2 separate regions of the Oryctolagus cuniculus genome follow, and region 2 is linked to region 1. Evidence: chromatin contacts called from public Micro-C data. All regions are on one chromosome and are shown on one strand. Each heading gives the region's core, a stretch centred on a gene start, on an enhancer-like site or on the middle of the called end of the contact. The rest is flanking DNA. Distances are from core to core; before and after follow the strand shown. Region 1 holds the start of CCDC13 (coiled-coil domain containing 13). Region 2 holds the start of NKTR (natural killer cell triggering receptor).

Region 1 (6,965 bases), core at 2,266-4,765:
TGCTCCATAAATATTTCTGGAACAAGTAAATTAATTTGGCCATCCTTGGTCAACTATCCTTTCCTAAGCTGTATCTGTGAATAGGCTATTCCCAAGTAATTATAACAAATGCCTAATTCACAAGTAATTGTAGCAAAGCACAATATCTTTTTTTTTTTTTTTTTTTTTTTTGACAGGCAGATTGGACAGTGAGAGAAACAGAGAGACAGACAGAAAGGTCTTCCTTTGCCGTTGGTTCACCCTCCATTGGCCGCCGCGGCCGGCGCGCCGCGGCCGGCACGCTGCGGCCGGTGCACCGCGCTGATCTGAAGCCCGGAGCCAGGTACTTATCCTGGTCTCCCATGGGGTGCAGGGCCCAAGCACTTGGGCCATCCTCCACTGCACTCCCTGGCCACAGCAGAGAGCTGGCCTGGAAGAGGGGCAACCGGGACAGAATCCGGCGCCCCGACCAGGACTAGAACCCGGTGTGCCGGCGCCGCTAGGCGGAGGATTAGCCTAGAGAGCCGCGGCGCCGGCCAAAGCACAATATTTTTAATAATAACTTTTAATAATATTCGTGCCATCCACCTTTTATATTGATACTAAAGGAAATGTAACATACATATAACAACACATGTACCAAGACTATATAAAAAGACCTATAAAACTCTGACGAAAGTGAGCAAAGAACTAAAACAGATACCTCATGCGCATGCACAGGTAGACTCAGTGGTATTAGGATGGCAGTTTTTTCCAATTTGATCTACAGATTCAATGCCATCCCAATCAAAGTCCCAGTGAGTCACTCTGTGAGTATCAACAAGCTGACTCAAGAGTTATAGGGAGAGGCAAAGACCCTGAATAGCCAACACAACATTGAGGGCCAACAACGGAAGTGGACGAGTGACACTAACTGACTTCAAGACTTAAAATTACTCAGTGTGGTGTTGGAACTGAACAAATAAATCCATGAAACAAGTGGATGGCCTAGAAATAGAGTCACATAAATACAATCAACCGATCCTTGACAAAGAAGTAAAGGAAACCTACGGAGAAAGGAGACCCTTTCCAACAAATGGTTCTGGAATAACAACACATCCACATACCACCCCCCCCCAAATCTATACCTGTCACACAAATCAACTCAAAACGGATTAAACACCTAAACATAACAGGCAGAAATGGCCAGTGCCATGGCTCAACAGGCTAATCCTCCGCCTAGCGGCGCCAGCACACCAGGTTCTAGTCCCAGTAGGGGCGCCAGATTCTGTCCCAGTCACTCCTCTTCCTGTCCAGTTCTCTGCTGTGGCCCGGGAGTGCAGTGGAGGATGGCCCAAGTCCTTGGGCCCTGCACCTGCATGGGAGACCAGGAGAAGTACCTGGCTCCTGGCTTCGGATCAGCGCGGTACGCCGACCGCAGCGCACCGGCCGCAGCGGCCATTGGAGGGTGAACCAACGACAAAGGAAGACCTTTCTCTCTGTCTCTCTCTGTCTCATTGTCCACTCTGCCTGTCAGAAAAAAAAAAAAAAAAAAAGGCAGAACTACAAACCTAAAAGATCAAAGAGGAGGGAATATAAGTGACCTTGTGTTGCAGTGGATTCGTTTTTGAGAGGAGGAGCGTGAGAGTTTTCACAGTACCAAAAGCATGAAAGAAGTAACTGATAAATTGGACTTCATTAAAATAGAATACCTCTCACTGGAAAACACTGTTACGACAATGGAGACAGAAGCCACAGTATGGAAAGAAATCTGCAAAGCACGTCTAATAAAGGAATGCACCCAAAATACATACAAAGAACTCTTAAATAGCCCATCAAAAAGTAGGCAAAAGATCTGAACAAACATGCCAAGGAACAGGATATACGGATGGCAAATAAACATTTGAAATGATGTCCAACAGCACATCTCATTAGGGAACTGAAAATTAAAACAAAAAGTGGCATACCACTCCCTTCCTTTTAGAATGGCTACACTCCAAAACATCAACAACTGCAAATGCTGGCAAGGATATAAAGCAACAAGAATTCTTATTTATTGCCAGTGGCTGAATGCAAAATGGTAAATCCACTCCGGAAGTCAGTTTGGCAGTCTTTTTCATAGTTCAACACCGTCTTAGAACATGATCCATAATAGGCTTCCTGACGGTTAAGGACTGGAACACAGCCAGTGCAAAGAGTTAATAAGAGAGGAAATGGGGGTGCGGAAAGTATATGGGAACTCTGCTCTGTAATGTTTCTGTCAATCAAAAACTGCTTTAAAAATAAGGCCGGGAGCCGGCGCTGTGGCGCAGTAGGTTAATCCTCCACCTGTAGCACCGGCATCCCATATGGGCACCCGGTTCTAGTCTCGGCTGCTCCTCTTCCAGTCCAGCTCTCTCTATGGCCTGGGAAAGCAGTAGAAGATGGCCCAAGTGCTTGGGCCCCTGCACGCGCGTGGGAGACCCGGAAGAAGCCCCTGGCTCCTGGCTTCGGACTGGCACGGCTCCGGCCGTTGCGGCCCTTTCCGAGTGAACCAACGCATGGAAGACCTCTCTCTCTGTCTCTCCCTCTCATTGTCTGTAACTCTACCTCTCAAATAAATACATAAAAATCTTTAAAAAAAAATAAGGCTGATTAATTTTTTTAAGTCCAGGCTAAAGTGCATGCAAAGAACTTTGGCTCACGAAGGAGTTCCGGCGGTGGGAAGGGGGCAGGGCCCGCCACCCACTTAGGAGTCCTGTGGGGAAGTGAGTGCCCAGAGGCCAGTGCAGGGCAGGGAGGGAAGCTGCCCCACCAGCCGGCCACGTTCTTCTCTCTCTCTCTCTTAATGTTCTTTGAGTGCTCCCTAGTGACAACCTGGGGTCTTGGGGGGCAGGGCCAGCTGCCTAGTTTGGGGTCTTCCTATATGCTGCTGGACAGGACCCCCACCAATTGCCTACCAGGCCAGCATCTATGCAGGGATGGGAGTCGAGTGAGTAGTCTGGTCGGCGGGGTCGCCCCGTCCTGAGGGGGCTGACCTTAGAAGGTGGCCCGGGAGAGGGGGCGCGAATGCCGCAGGGTCGCGCGGCTCCGCCCCTCAGGGCCGAGCCCCCCAACTCTCCAGCAGAGGCCCGGCCAGAGAGCGCGGGTCAGGGCCACGTGGGCTCCAGTTCTACTCCACGACCGCGCAGGCGACGCAACCTCCACGCCAAATTAACCCTCGAGCGGCACAGAACACACTGGGGAAGGAGGAGGGTGTGCGCCAATGTTTGCAGCAGTCTCCGCTCGGCGCCCCGATGCCCAGTGCCGGCAGGCAGTGGACGTCCGGCCAGAGGCAGGGCGCTCGGGCGAGAGAGTGCGCTCAGGCTCATCCATGCCCCCGGCGGCTGCAGGCCTCCGAGCTCCGGCCCCGGCCTGCTGCCCTCCCAGCCACTTACAAGATCTCTTTCTGCTTCTCCCTTTCAGCACCACCACGGCTTCCGCGCCTCTTCCGGACGCCTGCACGCGCTGCCCTGGCAACCGTCACCAGGGAAACCAGACTGTCGCCCGCATGACGTCATCGCACCTCGACGAGGGCCGAGAGGACGCTGGGAGTAGAGAAGGTGACGGGCGCTGACAGCCCGGGTTCAGGCCTTGTGGAAACTGAGGAGCTGAAAAGTGAGCTCTCTCACCGTGAAATTTACCGCAGACGCGCAGAATAGCTTTAAAAAATGTTAAGGCCGGCGCCGCGGCTCACTAGGCTAATCCTCCGCCTAGCGGCGCCGGCACACCGGGTTCTAGTCCCGGTTGGGGCGCCGGATTCTGTCCCGGTTGCCCCTCTTCCAGGCCAGCCCTCTGCTGTGGCCAGGGAGTGCAGTGGAGGATGGCCCAGGTGCTTGGGCCCTGCACCCCATGGGAGACCAGGAAAAGCACCTGGCTCCTGGCTCCTGCCATCGGATCAGCGCGGTGCGCCGGCTGCAGCGCGCCGGCCGCGGCGGCCATTGGAGGGTGAACCAACGGCAAAGGAAGACCTTTCTCTCTGTCTCTCTCTCTCACTGTCCACTCTGCCTGTCAAAAAAAAAAATAAATAAAATAAAAAAAAAAAAAATAAATAAAAATAAAAAATGTTGATGTGGGGGAAGGGAATGGTGAGTGTGTGTGTGGGGGGGGGGAACCAAAGCAAACACGACGCAAAATAGTCGTCTGAATAGGGTTGTGTTTGTTCAAATTAGCCCAAAATCCAGACTGAAATGGAACTATTAAGGTAGTTTTGGGGGAACCCGTGTTCAGCCTGGTGGTTGAGCCGCCTGCGCCCTGCTCTGAGGAGTTCCTGGGTTTTAAAAGCACTTCAAAAAAATTCTTTAAAAAAGTGGTTTTGTAAGGACATTTCAACAAGTTTGTGGAAAAATGGAATTAGAAGACCAATTTAGGCCAAAAATATTGAAATCTATGCATTTTTTTCATGAACTTTTGGAAGACTCCTTGGATTTGGGTGACAGAATTGCCATACTGTGTTTTTACTTTTGCACTTCAAAGGTTTTTTTTTTTTAAATAATGGACATGCTCCCCCCCCCCCCAGAAACCTTTTATTTAATGAGTACAAATTTCATCAGTAAAACTTGAGGAAGATAGTGATTCTTCCCACCATACTCGCCCTCCCACCCCGCCACCTCCTCCCTCTCCCATTCCCAGTCCCATTCTCAGTTTTCAATTAGCTTTATACACAGAAGACCAACTCTGTGCTAAGTAAAGATTTCAACTATTTGCACACACACACACACACACATACACACAACTGTTTGAGAACAAGTTTTACAGTTAATTCTCATAATTCATTGAGCACAGAAATCCTGCATGGGAAGTTAGTGCATAGTGACTCCTGTTGTTAATTTAACAGTTAACACTCTTTTGTATGACATCAGTCACATGCAAGGCTCTTGACATGAGCTGTCAAGGCTATGGAAGCCTTTTGAATCCACAATCTCCATCAGTATTTAGACAAGGTCGTAAGCAAAGTGGAAGTTCTCTCTTCCCTTCAAAGAAAAGTACCTCCTTTGATGGCCACTTCTTTCCCCTGGGGTCTCTCTCACAGAGATCTTCCAAAAACGTGCTTTCTTTTCATAGAGGAAAATACTTGTATATATTTCCAAAGCGCTATCCAACTTAAGGCATCTTGACAATTCTGGGCTGTATGAAGATGGCAAACTCTGAGAAAGTTAGCAAATTTTTAGGAAAGACAGTCCAGGTTAGCTTTCCATAGATTTATGGTGGCCTTTATAATTGGAAAATCTTCAAATAGATCACAGTTGTTTATATTTTTTTCCCTCATAAGGTGAATTCCCCATAGCTGTACGTGAAGATGAAGTACTAGACCATCATGGGCATACAGGAGTAGACCTGGTGGTTTCTGATAGAGGAAGAATGGGTCTTTCAGGTTGTTCTCCAGTTGTCAAGTGAGCCCCAAGTCAGAGGCCTGGAAATCTACGTGTAATACAAGAGCCAGGCTACAGAGTAGGTTTCAGGTAAGTAGGCATGTGGGGAGCAAACCGGACTAGACTGTTACTGGAATTAAGACTTATTCTATGCATCTGCTCTCCCACAATATGGCGCTGGGAGAGAAGTAAACAGCTTCCGCACAGCTGCCTCCAGTTCAGCCAATTAACTGTAGGACTTGCTCCTGATTGGAGGAGAGCAGCGTACTCGGCGTGTGGGCAGCCGAGTTGGGATTGGCGGAGGAAGACTATAAAGGAGGAGAGAGACGGCATGCACCAGGAACATCTACGGGGAACATCTATCTGGAGGAACACCTGTGCAGCCCCCGAGAGAGCCGGCCAGCGGTGTGCCACTCCCCTGCGGAAGTGGGGAATGTGGCCAGGGGTAACTGCCCTTCCACGGAGGTGGAAGGGATGGTAGCCAACCCGGGAAGAACCAGCAGCAAACCCGGGGAGGGCCGAGCAGACGAAAGAACAGCGCAGGGTCCTGTGTCGTTCCTCCACGAAGAGGGGGAGCGACATAATGGTGCCGTGACTCGGATATGAAGCCTAGGCAGGACTTAGTGTCGTTCCTCCATGAAGAGGGGGAGCGACATAGGCACCTCAAAGGTACTTTTATATGGTAGGTGTGCAGAGAGTATCATTTACTCCCCTGGTGACCAGAAGGGTATAAAGTGGCTGGGGTTAAACCAGGTCTACATGGAGGGTTTCTGGGAAAGCATTGTTCCCTGCAGAGAGCCAGGTTTCTATGAAGATAAGAATATGCTGTGATAAGGGTAAGGATGTAGAATTTGAGAACAGGCAACCTAGAGTGCATTCTAAAAAGTTTGGAAATGGGGTAATATTCTGCACAAGCACTTCAAGGATTGCTTTCGACAAGGATGCCAACCATACAGTAACCTGTTCTTATAAAACCAGGGGTGATTTTCCTCTAGGATTGTCACTTTTCTGCTGCCACCACTGAAACTCTCCTGCCCATTTATACAGTCTCTCTGGAACTTTCTGTAGTTTATAACTTGATGTTCATCATCCAGGAAGCCAGATGATCTGCAAGGGTCATTTGCACATTATAAAAGCATTTGCTAATCCCAGCTTACTTTCTGCTTCTCTAACCAGAAGTACCTATAGGACATTCTGTGTTTTTTGTTGTTTGCTTTTGAATTGGAACATTTTATTGAGGTGATGATAGAGTCACATGCAATTGTAAGAAATAATACAGAGAGATCCCGTGTGCAGTCTCCACCAGTGGTAACATTTTGCAGAACAATAGTCCAAGACCACACCAGGATATTGACATTGATGAAGTGCATGGATTGCACTTCAGTTTCCCAGTTCTGACATACTCATTTATTTGATATTATGTAAGTTCACGTATCAACCACCAGCCAATATACTGAACACTTTCTATCACCAGGATCCCTCTATAGTGCTTTTATATCCATAGCTACCTCCTCCTGCCCCTCCCCAAATCCCTAACCCCCCACTAAGCCCTAATCTGTCTTCCATTTGTCTAAAATTTTGCCATTTCAAACACTTTGTATAAATAGAATAATAAGG
Region 2 (6,783 bases), core at 1,969-4,468, 140 kb before region 1:
AAAATTAGTAGTGATTCTTAATTGTTCTGTAATGTCCTCTGGGGATATCATAGGTAACATTATTTTCTTCAATCATCAGAAAATGTCTTGATTTGTCTGAACCAGGATCCAAACAACATTCATACATGGCATTTTGTTGATATCATTTTTATTTATTTATTTATTTTTTTGACAAGCAGAGTGGACAGAGAGAGACAGAGAGAAAGGTCTTCCTTTGCCGTTGGTTCACCCTCCAATGGCCGCCACGGCCGGTGCACCACACTGATCCGATGGCAGGAGCCAGGTGCTTCTGGTCTCCCATGGGGTGCAGGGCCCAAGCACTTGGGCCATCTTCCACTGCACTCCCTGGCCACAGCAGAGAGCTGGCCTGGAAGAGGGGCAACCGGGACAGAATCCGGCACCCCGACCGGGACTAGAACCCGGTGTGCTGGCGCCGCAAGGCGGAGGATTAGCCTAGTGAGCCGCGGCGCCGGCCCCGATATCATTTATTTTATTTTATTTTTTTAAATTTATTTGACAGAGTTATAGACAGTGAGAGAGAACAGAGAAAGGTCTTCCTTCCGTTGGTTCATTCCCCAAATGGCCGCCATGGCCAGCCCTGCGCCAATCGGAAGCCAGGAGCCGGGTGCTTCCTCCTGGTCTCCCATGCGGGTGCAGGGCCAAGCACTTGGGCTATCCTCCACTGCCTTTCCGGGCCACAGCAGAGAGCCAGACTGGAAGAGGAGCAACCTGGACTAGAACCTGGCACCCATATGGGATGCCAGCACTGCAGGCAAGGTTTAACCAAGTGAGCCACGGCGCTGGCCCCGGACGCCACTTTAAGCTGTTGAATGGTTCCCCCTCATTTTTGCTATTTGTTGAAAATCCTAGGTCATGTGTCTTAAGACTCTCGTTTTCTGGATTCATCCAGTTGTATTCCTATAATATTAAATATGTCCCAATGTCATTTTCCTGTAAACTGGCAAATCTAGAGACTTATTCACTTAGGTTCTACGATTTTGGCACTGATACATCATAGGAAGTGGTATCTGCCTTTGCATTGCATCAGAAAGTGCACTGATTTATTCTCAGGTTCCCACTGGTCTTTCACTTAAATTGTAATCTCACCTTTTTTTTTTTAATTTATTAAGGATTGCATTATGGTGATTTTCTGTTTTATTATTCCTTCTGCCTTTATTAGTTGTATTCAGCAAAATTTTCCCTCTTTGAGACTTACCTGAAAATGAAGGCAAAAGATTTTTGTGAGTGAACCCAAAATTAGAAGCCCAGGTCTCTGCTCCTTTTGTTGGAGCCCAGCGTTGGAACTTGGGATGCCTGTAATATCTAAATAGTGCGTGGATACTTAGGATCTGTCAGCTGAGCTGAGGGTGGATCCAGCAAGCAGGAGACAGGCACGGAGTTGTGGCAGCAGCGATGGCTGTTCAGACAACTGCCATGAACCAGCCATCTCAAATTGTGAATACTACACTCTTTGGTCTTTTAAGTTACTGACTTCTTTCCCCCTTAAAGCATGGTTTTATTTTCACAAGTATCTTCTGCTACATCTTCTTTAGTGGGGAGACTGGATCTCTCCATTCACATTTCTATGAAAAACCCATGGCAACAGGTAGGGCCTTTTGCCAGGTAGGGCCTTAACTTGTTTTATGTTGACCCTACTTGTTGACTTGGTTCAAACCCTAAATTCTGCTTTGAGTCCTTGGCTCTGACAGTTTCTGGACACTAGTCTTCACAAGCAGAGTGTGTTTGGGTAACAAATATTTTAATGTTCTGGGTGCTGCTAGAAGCTATATTGGCTGCGCCAGTCCTTCTAGGTCTACCCGCCAAGGGTAAGGCATTTAGATAACTGGTTATCTTGGTTTGGTTGCCTCAGAAGCAGCTGAGTCCAGGTTAGTTATTTAGAAAGTGCTGTGGTCTCAGTGTGTTGTCCATAGGTTGAAATCCTCACCTGCAAAGGGATGGTGTTCGGACACCGAGTCTTTTTTTTTTTTTTTTTAAAGATTTATTTTATTTATTTGAAAGAGTTACAGAGAGACGGAGAAAGAGAGGTCTTCCATCCGCTGGTTCACTCCCCAGATAGCCACAATGGCCAGAGCTGCACAAATCTGGAGCCAGGAGCTTCTTCCGGGTCTCCCACACGAGTGCAGGGACCCAAGGACTTGGGCCATCTTCTCCTGCTTTCCCAGGCCATAGCAGAGAGCTGCATCGGAAGAGGAGCAGCTGGGTCTTGAACCCGCGTCTATATGGGATGCTGGCGCCTCAGGCCAGGGCTTTAACCCGCTGCACCACAACGCTGGACCAACCCAGTTTTTTCTTATTTTTTTTTAAAGACTTTCATTTATTTATTTTGACAGAGTTACAGACAGTGAGAGAGAGAGAGAGAGAGAGAGAGAGAGAGAGAGAGAGAAAGGTCTTCCTTCTGTTGGTTCACCCCCCAAAGGGCCGCCAGGGCCGGCGCTGTGCCGATCCGAAGCCAGGAGCCAGGTGCTTCCTCTTGGATGGAACTGTACATCCCTGCAGGAAAATGGAAGCCCACACTTAAGAAGTTCGATTAGACCAGAGTCGAATGCAAAAGCTGCAACTCTTAAGATTTCCAGACGAAAACGTAGGCAATACTGTCACAAACGTGAGGTAGGTAGGGGTTTCTCAGGACAGAAAAATCAATTCTAAGAAAGCCATTACTGGCTTCACCAAGATTAAATACTGCTTCCCAGAAGACAGTTTAAAACAAGGCTCAGAGTGGGAGAAAATACTCGCAAGCGTCTGACCGAAGATTTGTATTCAGAACACACATTTCTATCTAACAAATCATCTGCAGCGAGAACTCTAAACAGTAAGACGAAAAAGTACATTTAAAAAAATGCGCTAGAAGCCTTTAAAGTGAGGCCGCGTACTGTTGTCGCCGGACAACAGGCGCCTATGCCACCTCGACTTGGCGCACACAGCGCTGGACCACGACATAGTCTCGCGATACCACGAAATGGGCGGGCGCCCACAGCCCAAACTGCGCGGTGGCGCAGAGAACGCAGGCGTACCCAAGGTTCCCCGATTGGGTGATTGACTCCAGAGGGCGGGGCCAAAAGGAAGCGCGCAAGTGTTGGAGCACGCGGCTGGAGGCTTCCCTGGAGCTACCGGACACGCCCACCAGGGCGCGCCTCCCGCCCCACCCCCGACTCCACCGCCCCCTTCGGTTAACCGCCCCCTCCGAGGCTGTGCTCTCGCGGTATTTGTCCCGATCTCGCGGGGCTTAGCGTTGCACTGGGAGGCCGGGCCGGGAGGAGAGGGAGGAGGTGGCGTTCCGTTAGTGGCGTTGGGTTCTGGCGGCGGCGGCGGTGCTATCTCCTCTGCGCAGGGGGAGCCGTTCAGGCTGGAGGCCAGCCAGGTGAAGCGCTCTCCCAGATGCGTGTGCACGCTGCGCGGCCCCCGGGCGGGCAGGGAGCCGGGTCGTGGCCGCCGCCTGCGCTGTGGGCGACAGGCCGGCGCCGCCCCGGCCCCGCCCCAGCCCCCGCCCTGACCGCTGTACTCTCCCTCTCTCCCAGCTCTTGCCGCCACCTCGGTCGCGATGGGGGCGCAGGACCGGCCGCAGTGCCACTTCGACATCGAGATCAACCGGGAGCCGGGTGAGCCGGAGACTGGGGAGCGCTGCCGGGGGGCTTGGGCTTGCTCTGGCGAGGGGGAGGGGTCAGCCCTCGTCAGCCCTCCCCCGAGCCTTTTTGGGAGCGGAGAGGCACAACCAGCGTCCCTTTTTTCCGCTGAGGAAATCGGTGGCGAGGAGGGTGTCCCGGGCACACCCCCCTCCTGCACCCGCTGTGGGGAGCCCGGGCCTCCTCTTCCCAAGCCCCACGCTCCCCCCCCCCCCCAGCACCTGGGGGCTGAGTGCTCAGACCCAGCCTGGCGCCAAGAGAAAGGGGTGCAGCCCTCTCTGGACTTTCCTCCTCCCGTGGAAGACTTGCAGTTCTGATTGCTGGTATCTTGCTCCGTACTTTGAAGTTTGGACTCGTCTGTTCCGTATTTTCCAATCACTCTGTCTCCTTAGGGCCTTGGCCCCTCTTCCGTCTTCCCTGGAGGATCTTCAGCCAGGATTCCTTGGTTCCTGTGGCAGCCGAACTGTAGCCTGAGTGCGCTTTAGCGTTCCATGTTTTCGTGTGTAGGGAATCCCGCACCCCCCATGCGTTATTGCATTTGCTTGAAAATAAGACGTTCCCCCCACCCCCAAAGGGCAGTTGTTTGATTCAAAGGGGTAGTGATCTCAGGGTTCCAGACTGTTTTCTTTTGTTGTTGCTAGCTGTGACTGGAGGTTCAGTTAGAGACGGACTGCTGCTGTTCCAGGCTCCGGAGATAAAGCGATGAATAAAACAAAGGCTCTCCTTTTGTAGTGCATGTTCTGTTGGGGGAAGATGGCAGTGGAAATGGGGGGAAATGCTGTGCCCAGGACTGTTGTAATAAGTCGGCCAGCCAAGGCCATATTGTGAGATGCTGGTGTTTGAGTAGTTGTCTGGAAGGGGCTGCGGTGAGCTGGGTGGAGGCGATGTTTGAGAAGAGCGTCCCTGGCAGGGGGAACATTTCACACAGGTCCTGGGCGGGAGTGCACTTGCCATGATGTTTCAGGCCAGCAAGGAGCCCAGACAGGGAAGAGAGCACTGGGCAGTGGCCTGCTAGGAAGTTGTTAAAGGGAATAGGAGGGAAGGAATGAGGTGAGCTTGTACATTTTGTTACCTTTCATGTTGAGTCTTGATGGCTCTTGTTGTTGTTGTTGTTGTTTGCTAAGAAAAAAACTCAGGTGCTTCAGATAATTTTTTATTTTTTGGTTTTTGTAAGGATTAAAAATAGCAGATGCCTGAAAAATAGAAATCAACAAAGGCTCTGTCGCCATGCCAAGTACATGTTCAAATCCTAGATTTGCAGATGACCAGTATTTTTTTTAATATTTATTTGAAAGTCATAGTTACACAGAGAGAGGAGAGCAGAGAGAGAGAGAGAGTCTTCTGTCCACTGGTTTGCTCCCCAGTTGGCTGCAATGGCCAGAACTGCGCCAATACGAAGCCAGGAACCAGGAGCTTCTTCCAAGTCTCCCACGTGGGTGCAGGAGCCCAGGACTTGGGCCATCTTCCACTGCTTTTGCAGGCCATAGCAGAGAGCGGGATCGGAAGTGGAGCAGCCAGGACTCGAACCACTGCCCATATGGGATGCCGGCACTGCAGTCAGCAGCTTTACCTGCTAAGCCACGTTGCCACCCCCCAGATGACCAGTGTTCTGAAATCTCCAGAATACTTTTGAAGTGACTAGCACACCTGAGGACACTGAATCCTATGTGAAACAAGGAATGCTTACATTGTGCCTGGTTGAGCCCATTGATAACTGGCAGTTTTGTATGGTTCGATCTCTAGAATTTTTTGGTAAATACTGGATAATTGACCCACTATTGATTTAAGGGTCACTTCGGTTGTATGAAGTCTTGCTTTGTTGGATTTAACCGTTAGTACATATAAGAATATTTCAGAAAGTTCATGGAAAGTGGAATTGAAAGATAAATTTATTTGGTGAAAAAAGCCTTTGAAATCCATAGTTTTTTTTAAAGATTTATTTTATTTGAAAGGCAGAGCTACAGAGAGTTAGAGGTAGAGGCAGAGAGAGGTCTTCTATCCACTGGCTGCAATGGCTGGAGCTGGGCTGTTACGAAGCCGGGAGCCAGGAGCTTCTTCTGGGTCTCCCACATGGGTGCAGGGGCCCAAGGACTTGGGCCATCCTCCACTGCTTGCCCAGGCCATAGCAGAGTGCTGGATAGGAAATGGAGCAGCTGGGTCTTGAACCAGCTCCCATATGGGATGCCATTGCTTCAGGCCAGTGCATTAACCCACTGTGACACAGTGCCAGCCCCTAGCCTCGCTTATTCTGAGGCTCTTTTGTTAAGTAGGTGAATACACATTTATGGTTGTTGTCTTATTGAACCGATGTTTCGTTGCTATGTATGTAATGACCCTTTCCATGCCTAGTAATTTTCCTTTCTCAGAAATTTAGTTTGATCTGAATATAGCAACTCCAGCTTTTCTTAATTTTTACATGGTGTATAATTTTCAGTACTTTTACTGTTAATCTATCTGTTTTATTATATTTAAGTGGATTTCTGTTTAAGGTAGCAAATAGATGAGTCTTTTTTTTTTTTTTAAGAGTTATTTATTGCAGCTGGGGTTGTGGCATAGCAGGTAATACAGCCGCCTGCAATGCCTGCATCCCATATGGGCGCCGGTTTGTGTCCTGGCTGCTCCACTTCATCCCACTCCCTCTAATGACCTAGGAAGTCAGTGGAAGATGGCCCAAGTGCTTGGGCCCCTGCCACCCTGTGGGAGACCTGGAAGCTCCTGACTCCTGGGTTTGGCCTGGGTGAGCACTGACTGTTGGAGCCATCTGGGGAGTGAACCAGCATATGGAAGACCCTCTCTCTCTGTAACTCCAACTTTCAAATAGGTAAATAAATTAAAAAAAAAAAAAAAAAAAAAAAAAGAGTGTGGTGACTTAACCTGCTGCACAGCAATGCCCACTGCTTATTTTTATCCATTCTGGCCATCTCTTTCAGTATGTTTAATATATTTAAAATAACAGTAGTTGTGTTTGGACTTGGCTATTGTTTGTTTCTGATTCTTCTTTTTATTTGATTTTTCTTTCCTTGTTTGGATTATTTGAATATTTTTTAGTGTTCTTAATTTTTGTGTTTTTTTTTTTTTAGATTTTTTTTAAAGATGTATTTATTTATTTGAAAGTGGAGTTATACAGAGAGAGAAGGAGAGA

What was found. Hi-C and Micro-C count contacts between places; a contact is called where the count stands out from the background.
Region 2: a Micro-C map of ear pinna shows a contact between it and region 1, with 3 times the contacts expected there. The contact joins the promoter of NKTR here to the promoter of CCDC13 in region 1. A contact is called at or near these places in 2 of 6 Hi-C or Micro-C datasets (ear pinna and psoas muscle).

Annotation. Positions count from the first base shown.
Region 1 is chr10:105,218,987-105,225,951 of mOryCun1.1, reverse strand. CCDC13 (coiled-coil domain containing 13) reads right to left here and starts at 3,515. Exons shown (of 15, transcript XM_008260245.4): 1 at 3,375-3,515.
Region 2 is chr10:105,354,948-105,361,730 of mOryCun1.1, reverse strand. NKTR (natural killer cell triggering receptor) reads left to right here and starts at 3,218. Exons shown (of 18, transcript XM_070050971.1): 1 at 3,218-3,379; 2 at 3,537-3,617. It overlaps LOC138844118 (a long non-coding RNA gene), which reads right to left and starts at 4,001. Exons shown (of 2, transcript XR_011379580.1): 1 at 3,863-4,001; 2 at 2,305-2,511.